Regions from separate parts of the Pan troglodytes genome. Here region 2 is linked to region 1. A link is a contact called in public Hi-C data. All regions are on one chromosome and are shown on one strand. The core of a region is the stretch at or near the end of the contact, and the rest is flanking DNA. Distances in the headings are between cores, read along the strand shown. Region 1 overlaps CD3E (CD3 epsilon subunit of T-cell receptor complex). Region 2 holds the start of TMPRSS13 (transmembrane serine protease 13).

Evidence for each region. A called contact is a pair of places that touch in the nucleus more often than the background predicts.
Region 2: a contact with region 1 is called in a Hi-C map of induced pluripotent stem cells, with 1.6 times the contacts expected there. The contact joins the promoter of TMPRSS13 here to the enhancer-like site in region 1. A contact is called at or near these places in 4 of 7 Hi-C or Micro-C datasets (blood, induced pluripotent stem cells, a lymphoblastoid cell line and 1 more).

Annotation. Positions count from the first base shown.
Region 1 is chr9:119,791,631-119,795,428 of NHGRI_mPanTro3-v2.0_pri, reverse strand. The region is part of intron 1 of CD3E (CD3 epsilon subunit of T-cell receptor complex); the gene reads right to left. The region is part of intron 1 of FXYD6 (FXYD domain containing ion transport regulator 6); the gene reads left to right. Among named protein-coding and RNA genes, the nearest start is that of FXYD2, 23 kb to the right of the region's middle. Within about 2 kb of position 1,823, at least 7 of the 24 cell types and tissues checked have an H3K27ac peak or open chromatin away from gene starts, as enhancers often do. A contact at or near this core is called in induced pluripotent stem cells, where this site is marked.
Region 2 is chr9:119,872,425-119,876,222 of NHGRI_mPanTro3-v2.0_pri, reverse strand. It overlaps TMPRSS13 (transmembrane serine protease 13), which reads left to right and starts at 2,102. Exons shown (of 13, transcript XM_063784556.1): 1 at 2,102-2,196. The coding sequence starts at 2,182. The region is part of intron 1 of CD3E (CD3 epsilon subunit of T-cell receptor complex); the gene reads right to left.

The sequences.
Region 1 (3,798 bases), core at 574-3,073:
ATATATTACCAAACACAGGAAAAAACAAGTCACTGTGATTGAGAGGCACAGAAACAAAAAGTAGATTTTGACCCCCAAGGATTTAAGAGTTTGGAATTATCAGATACACAATATAAAATAAATGTAAGAAATGTTGAAAGAATAAGAGATGAGAACACAAAATGAGTGAACAACAAAGACTAACACAAATGACCGGGCAATGTCAAAAAGAACCAGATAGAACCTTTAGAAATTAATAATATGACCATTGAAACACAAAAGTAAATGAGTGGGTTAAGCAGCAAATAAATACAGTTAAAAAGGAAGTCAGAAAATGGAAAACAAATATGAAATAATTACCTGGAATGTAGCATAGAGAAACAAGGAAGTGGAAAATATGAAAGAGCAGTTAAGTGATATGGAGAATAGAATGAGGATGTCTAACCTGCTTCTAGTCACAGTCTCAGAAAGAAAAGTGGGGAGAATGGAGGAGAGGCCATATTTGAAGAGATAAGAATTTTTCATAACGATGAAAAGGATGAAACTATAGGTAAAGGACTTTCAAGTCTGATGAAACTCACAACAATCAGTTCTATGTTGTGTTTCAGACTTGTGATGAAACCCACAACAGCAAACACAAAAAGAAGAAAATAAAAGGAGGCAGAGAAGAAAGATAGGACATCTATAAAGGAATGATGATATAAGCAGCAGACTTCTCAACAGCAATCATGGAAGCCAGATAGCAGTGGAATAACATCTTAAAAGTGCAGAGCAAAAATAATTATCAGCCTAGAATTGTGTACATAGCCAAACTACCTTTCAAGGATAGGATTGTATTAGTTTTCTATTGCTGCATAACAAATGATCACAGACCCAGCAGCTTAAAGCAACACATGTTTATTATGTAATGGTTTCTTTAGGTCAGAGGTCTGGCACAGCTTAGCTGAATTTTCTGCTTCAGCATCATACCGAGCTACAGTCTAGGTGCTGGCTAAGGTTGTGGTCTGATAAGAGAATTGACTGGGGAAAGATCTGTCTCCAGACTCCCTCAGGTTGCTGGCAGTATTCATCTCCTTGTGGCAGAAGAACTGAGGTTCCCATCTTCTTGCTGGCTTCTGGCCAGGGGCAGCTGTCAGCTGCTAGAGGCTTCCCACAATTCCTTATCCTGTGCTTCTCTCCGTAGCCTGTCTCATGACATAGCAGCTTGCTTTTTCAAGCCAGCAAGGGAGAAAATTCTCGAGCTCCAGCCTGCAAGATTGAGTCTTATATGATATAACACCATCATCTGAGAGCTGTCCTTTTGCCACTTTTGCCACATTCTGTTGGTTAAAAGTATGTTGCAGCTCCTGCCAGTATTCAAAGGAAAGAGATTACTCAAAGCATTGAACACTAGAAGGCTGGAATGACTGGGGATCGCCGTAGGGTCTCTTGCAACAAAGGTGAAATGAAAACATTTCCAAATAAACAGAAACAGAGTTTCTAACAAACAGATCTTCATTAAAGAAAATTTTGAAAGATGTTCTTTAGGAATAGAGAAAATGGCATGAAGGATGACTAACGTTCAAAAACAATGGTGAACAAATCAGTACATATGTTGTAAATTCATTATCTATTGCTGCATAGCAAATTACTTCCAAACTCGGCAGCCTAAAACAGCAAACGGTTGATATTTCACACAGTTTCTGAGGGTACGGAATCAGGGAGAATCTTCAGTGGGTGGTTCTGGCTCAAGGTCTTTCATGAAGCCGGAAGATCTGTTTCCAAGCTCACTTATGTGGTTCATGGCAGGCTGTATTTCTTAGCAGGCTTTTGGAGTGAGGCCACCACATGGGCCTCTCCACAGGGGTGCCTGAATATCCTTAAGACATGGCAGCTAGCTTGACTCAGAACAAGCAATCCGAGAGGGAGGGAGAGAGAGAGAGAGAGCACACAAGAGGCTGTGTTGCTTTTTATAACCTCATATTGAAAGTGACGTACCATTACTTCTGCCATATTTTACTGGTCATACAGAGCAACCCTGGTGCAGTGTGGGAGGGGACTGTACAAGGATCTGAATACTAGGAGATACTGGGAGCTGTCTTGCAGGCTGGCTACTACGCACATGGGTGAATCCAAACAAACATAGTTTTCATGAAGTACAAATATTAGTATCTATTTTATAGAATTTTAAAAAGAACTGAAATATTCTCCAATAATAGCATATGTATCAGGAAGGGGATGATTTGGATTTTTGTATTTTCAAGGAGGGTATTCTGCCTAATAACTATTATAAGTATTAACTCTGAATTTTTTTAGTCTTTTTTACATTGAATACACATGGAAAAATTACAAAGATGACCACTAAAAGATTAAAATAGTTTCTATAATTTCTAAACCAGTAGAGGGAGAAAAGGAATAAGAAAAAAAAATCACTAAGCTAGGGGCAGTGGCTCATGCCTGTAATCCCAGCACTTTGGGAGGCCAAGGCAGGCAGATCACCTGAGCCCAGGAGTTCGAGACCAGCCTACGTAACATAGTGAGACCGCCCCCCAAAAAATAAAAATAAAAATAACTAATCCAGAAAAAAGAAAGGGCAAGGAAAGAAAAAGAAACAAGCACATTCCTATAGGGAAAAAACAGATGGCAGAAAGCAGACCAACTATATCAATAGTCACAATAAGTAAATTAAATGGGGTAAATTTGACAATTAATACAGAAAGCCTGACAATACAGAATTTTTCAAAAATCCATCTCTTTGCTGTTTATAAGATGCACACACAACACATAAGGACACAGAAAGGTAGAGAGTAACATAGAATTTAAGACAGGGAGGATCACTACATAATTCTAAAAGACCCAACTCAGAGGACAGTAACAGTTTTAAACTATCTGTTAGAATATTCTAAGAGACATGTTATCGGCCAGCTTCAGGTCTGTTCTGCCCACACTCAGTAAATCTCAGTAAATCAATCACTGTGACACAGATTTTGCAAAAGAGAAAAGATTTATTCAGAAGACCACCAAGCAAGGAGGCCGGAGAACGGCTCTCAAATCCGCCTCCCCAAAGATAAGGCTTAGGGATATTTACTGTTAAGGGAAGTGGGGTGGTCTGAGGCATAGGGAAAGGTGATTGGCAGTGGGGAGAAATGAAATGGCGATTCATTCTGAGCAAGCGTAGTCAGGGTTTGTGGCATTCCACAGGACATATGTACAGGAAATGGTGGCGTTAGTGTGACCTGAGGGTGGAGTTTTTAGCCCTCTGATGTCAAAGGCTACCCTTCGGGGCACTTGCACACGCCCAGTTGAAGGGTGGGTGGTCTCATCCTGTTTGAACTGGACAGGAGCTAGCCCAAATTCCTGAAAAACAACTGAAGTAACCATTACCAGGGTGACCTATGAATGTTATCTGTAAAGTAACCAGTGAAGGTTAAGTTTCAGCATGCAGTGGCGAGGCCTTCAGCTACCGAGGCCTTCAGCTACCACGGCCTTCAGCTTCATGGAAAAAGGAAAAAAAAATAAAATATAATAACAAAAAGCAAGCGACCAAAAGCAAGCAGTGCAGGCAGACCTGATCAGATTAACCCCTCGGTTTCAAATATGGGGATACATTTATAAATCCTTCCACTTAGTGGTAGATTTTAAAGTGCTGATCTTGATTTTTGGTAGGATAAACAGTCAAAAAAAAAAAAAGAAATTTAAACACAGTTGATAATCTTAATTTATAGGCATATAGAACTTTCTTCCCAACCATGAAGGAATTCACAATTTTCCAAGCACATATGAAATATAATTCTTTTAATAACTGACCATGTACTAGGTCATAAAGCAAGTCTCAACACG
Region 2 (3,798 bases), core at 853-3,352, 81 kb before region 1:
GTCTCAAACTCCTGGCTTCAAGCGATCCTCCTGGTTCAACTTCCCAAAGTAATGGGATTATAGCCGTGAGCCACTGCACCCAGCCTTTAATCATGGAGTGTTGATCATGCAATGACAGGAATGCCGATTATCAGAAGAAGAGCAGGGATTTGTCCCACTCTGCCCCCTGTTGCCCTGAACAAGACACAAAGGGGCAGTAAACTCCATGACTAAGAGAAATCCTGGGGCCCCTGCGTTTAAGATCCTAGACTGTCTGAACCACAGGCCTACTGGGGAGTCATCAGGTGGTCTTTTGGTTTCCTGCCCACACTTATCTTCTGGCCTCCCCTTCGGGTGTCCCAGTCCTTTCTCCCTCCTCTTTCCTCTTTATCCAGGGGAGAAGCCCAGTATCTGCTGGAAATAGGGAACCTTAGAGTTGCCCCACCAGCAGAGTCCCCTGAGAGCCTCCCTTAGAGCTGCTGAGAGGCTAGCTGGGGACCAGGGACTTGGTATGGACTCATGGGCTGTTTTCTCTTGGCTTGAAAAAAAAATCTCTCCACATGATCTGGCCTCCTCTTATCATATCTGGATGACCTAGCACCTGATGTGAGTCCTGAGGCAGTGGCGCGGCTGGGCTGCGCTCAGGGTTCAGCATTAAATCTTAGGGGAGATTTAGATGAGATTCCAGAAAAGGGAAAATTAACCTCTAGTGACAGGAAGCAGATCAGTGATTGTCTGGGGCTGGGATGGGGTGGAGAATTGACTGCAAGAGGTGGGAGGAAACTTTTTGGGGTGATGGGGATGTTCTAGATTTTGATTGTCATAATGGTTACACAGGTGTGCACATTTGTCAGCCTTCATTTAATTGTTAACTTATTATTGATGCATTGTTAATTTAAAAAAACAAATCTTAGAACAGATTGGTAGCAAGTGCCATGTTCAACAAATGGTCAGGCAGGCACCAGTTTGCTTAATTCTGAGGACTTCTGTTCAGCCACAACAAAGAACATGTAAGCCATGCAGATTCATGGAAGACCGAAAATGAAGTAATACGGCACAAAAAAGAGGGAACTCAGGGTGGAAATTCACAGTGAAGACAACAGCTCTCTAGGGCTCAGGTCTGCTCTGTGCAGAGAGGGAGCTCACCCCCTGGGAAGAGGCCTTCCTTGCTCTTGGTTGGCCTGGATGCTTTGAGCAGCTGGGACAATATCCCGCAGAAAGTAGAAGGAATAATCACAAGGGAAAATGGGGCCCTGCTAACATGTGAGTAATAAAAGGGGGAGACAAAATCCAGATGGAAAGCTGATCCTGTCTTTACTTAAAATTCTGATATTTTATTCACCTTGGACTTTTCCCGTTAATGCAGATTTTAAAAATATTTCATTAAAACATGATTTATCTTGATTATTTGGGCACGCTCTTAAATTGTGCAGCCTGGATCACTGATGTCCAGCCCCAAGGGAAAAGCAGGAAGAGAGAACCAGCCTCTAGTCCACAGAACTCAATGTCGATCAACCTCTGCAGGCCTGGAGTTGGGAGAGGCACGGCTAGGACCACAGCCTGGAGGGACCCAGGACGGCCCTGGAAGGCTAAGTGGGGCGGGAGACACCTGCCTGGGGCTGCAGCTGGGAAGACTGCTGGGCTTGCAGGGTGGGGCAGTACAGACCATAGGAGCGTTAGGTGTGCTGGGCCCACGGGTGGCTCCTGGTGACTCACCCCCTTGAGGGTGGCCCCAGTGTCTCCCCTCTGCCACACTGAGTCTTTAAGTATGTAGTTGGTTTCCTGGCTGCCCTCAGGCCTGGAGGGAAACCCACCTAGAGTGGTGGAGAAGCTCAGAAGCGGGGTGCAAAGTGGGGAAGGGTAGGCAAGGGCTCTAAGCAGGGAGTTGGGAGGTGATTCAGGGGTGAAGCTGCTGATAGGCTCAGGAGGGAGGAACATGGGCCCGAGGTGGGAACTCCAAGGAAGATAACAAGGCTGGGAATAGAAGGCCCAGAGCTCTGTTTCCCAGGCTGGAGCCTCAGGAAGGAGTTCCCAAGGTACTGGGGTAGTGGTAGCTAGAACAGCCGTGGAAGCAGAGAGCTAGGAGTTTAGTCTCAAAACAGTAGTGAGATTTTCTCACGCCTCACTCTCCTGGCCAGCTGCCAGGAGATGTGTGCTTGTTTGCATGGCTGACATTTTTCTGTAAAACTCCCTCCACTCCACATGGAAATGACCCAGGTAGGAAATGACCAGGGTACAAATGGGCCTGATGGCTGGCCTACACTCTCCCTGGGGGGTTGAGGGAGAAGAAGGTGGGTCCCAGGTGCTGCCAATAGCCTCTGGGTGTGGAGTAGCCAAAGGTGGGCAGGTGTCTTTCCAGAAGGCAACCAGGGAGCTGAAGGGAGAAAGCCAGGGACCAAGGCCAGAGAGAAGGAGGCAAAGGAAAGGGTGGGAGTCAGAGAGAGCCTGGGATTGTACAGTCAGGAGGACAGCAAAGGAGGCCGGGAGGAGGGGGCAGGAAAGGGCCAGGCCAGGGTCAGGTGGGGAAGTCAAAAGCGGTGCAGGCCTCTAAGTCCAGCTCTGTGGGGGAAGCATCCGGGTCTTGTGCTGCCGCAGCGCCTTCACTCTGAAAATAGGAAAACCACCAGCAAGGAATTTCATTCGTCAGCGTCCCCCCCGGCCACCCGCCCCAACACATCAACTGTGTGTTCTCCCAGGGCAGGGCCCCTGCCTTTCTGTTCTTTGCCCACCGCTCTCACTCCCCAGCAGCCACCGTGGGCCTGGTGCTGAGCAGTCAATCCTTGCTGAACTGGACTGCCCTTGGTGGGGATGTCACATGGGTCAGACGGCTTTGTCAGCGAGGACTCTGGGACAGGCCAACTTGTGTCTCTGATGCAAACCAAGGAAAAGAGCAAGAGGTGAAACTGATGTTCCTTCCCAGCCTGCCCAGTGCCCCGTGCCCTGTGCCAGGCACTTCCTCTGGTTCTATGTGTTCTCCTCATTTTCCCAATGGTGAACCTGCCAGGCCTTGCGAGTTCCCCTCAGAGTTAGGGTTCTCATTCCCCCGAACTCGCCCAGACCCCCGAGCCTGAGCTTTTTCCCTAGGTTGGTGGGACCTTCAGGGAAGGAGGCTGAGGGTGCCCTTTGGAGACCAGTGGCCTGCCTGGGAGATGAAGTGGAGGCCCTCAGATATGGCCTGGGCGTGCCAGGGCTCAGTGGCAGCCAGAGAGGGGCTGGGCTCCTCCCTGGGAGAGAGGGAAGAGGAGGAGCTGAGGACAGGAGGTGGGTATCTTCTCAGGAGGATGGATGGGAGGGGCCCCTTTGTCATGGTGGGCTGGTGGATGCGGCAGGAAGGGGATGTGGCCTGTGGCTGAATTCTGCTCTCTTTGAAAGCCAGGGAAGTGGCTCCCACAATAAGCCAAGATGAGAGAACTCTAGGGTCCCTGCCTGGGCCCTCCAGAGTTCTCTCCTCTAGCCTCTGGCCTCTGGGTTAGATTTCCCTCAAGACACCCTAAGCTGGGGCACAGTTTCCACTGTGAGCTAGAAGTTTCCGTTTTCTTGAATGTAAATGGGGGGCGATAGTAGTCACTTCCTTTCAGTTTTTGCTCAAATGTCACCACAGAGAGCCCTCTCTGACCATCCTGTTCCCAACTGCCAGGACTCTGCCTCCCCTACCTTCTCGATCCTTTCGCTGCTTTGTTTTTCTGAACGGCACTTTTCACTTTCTAGGAGGCTGTGTAACTGATTTATTGATTTTTGTCTGCTTTTTCCCCCCAACCCCCAAATACTAGAGCCACAGGGCAGGAAGCTTTGCCTATTTTGTTCCTGTGTCCCCAGAAC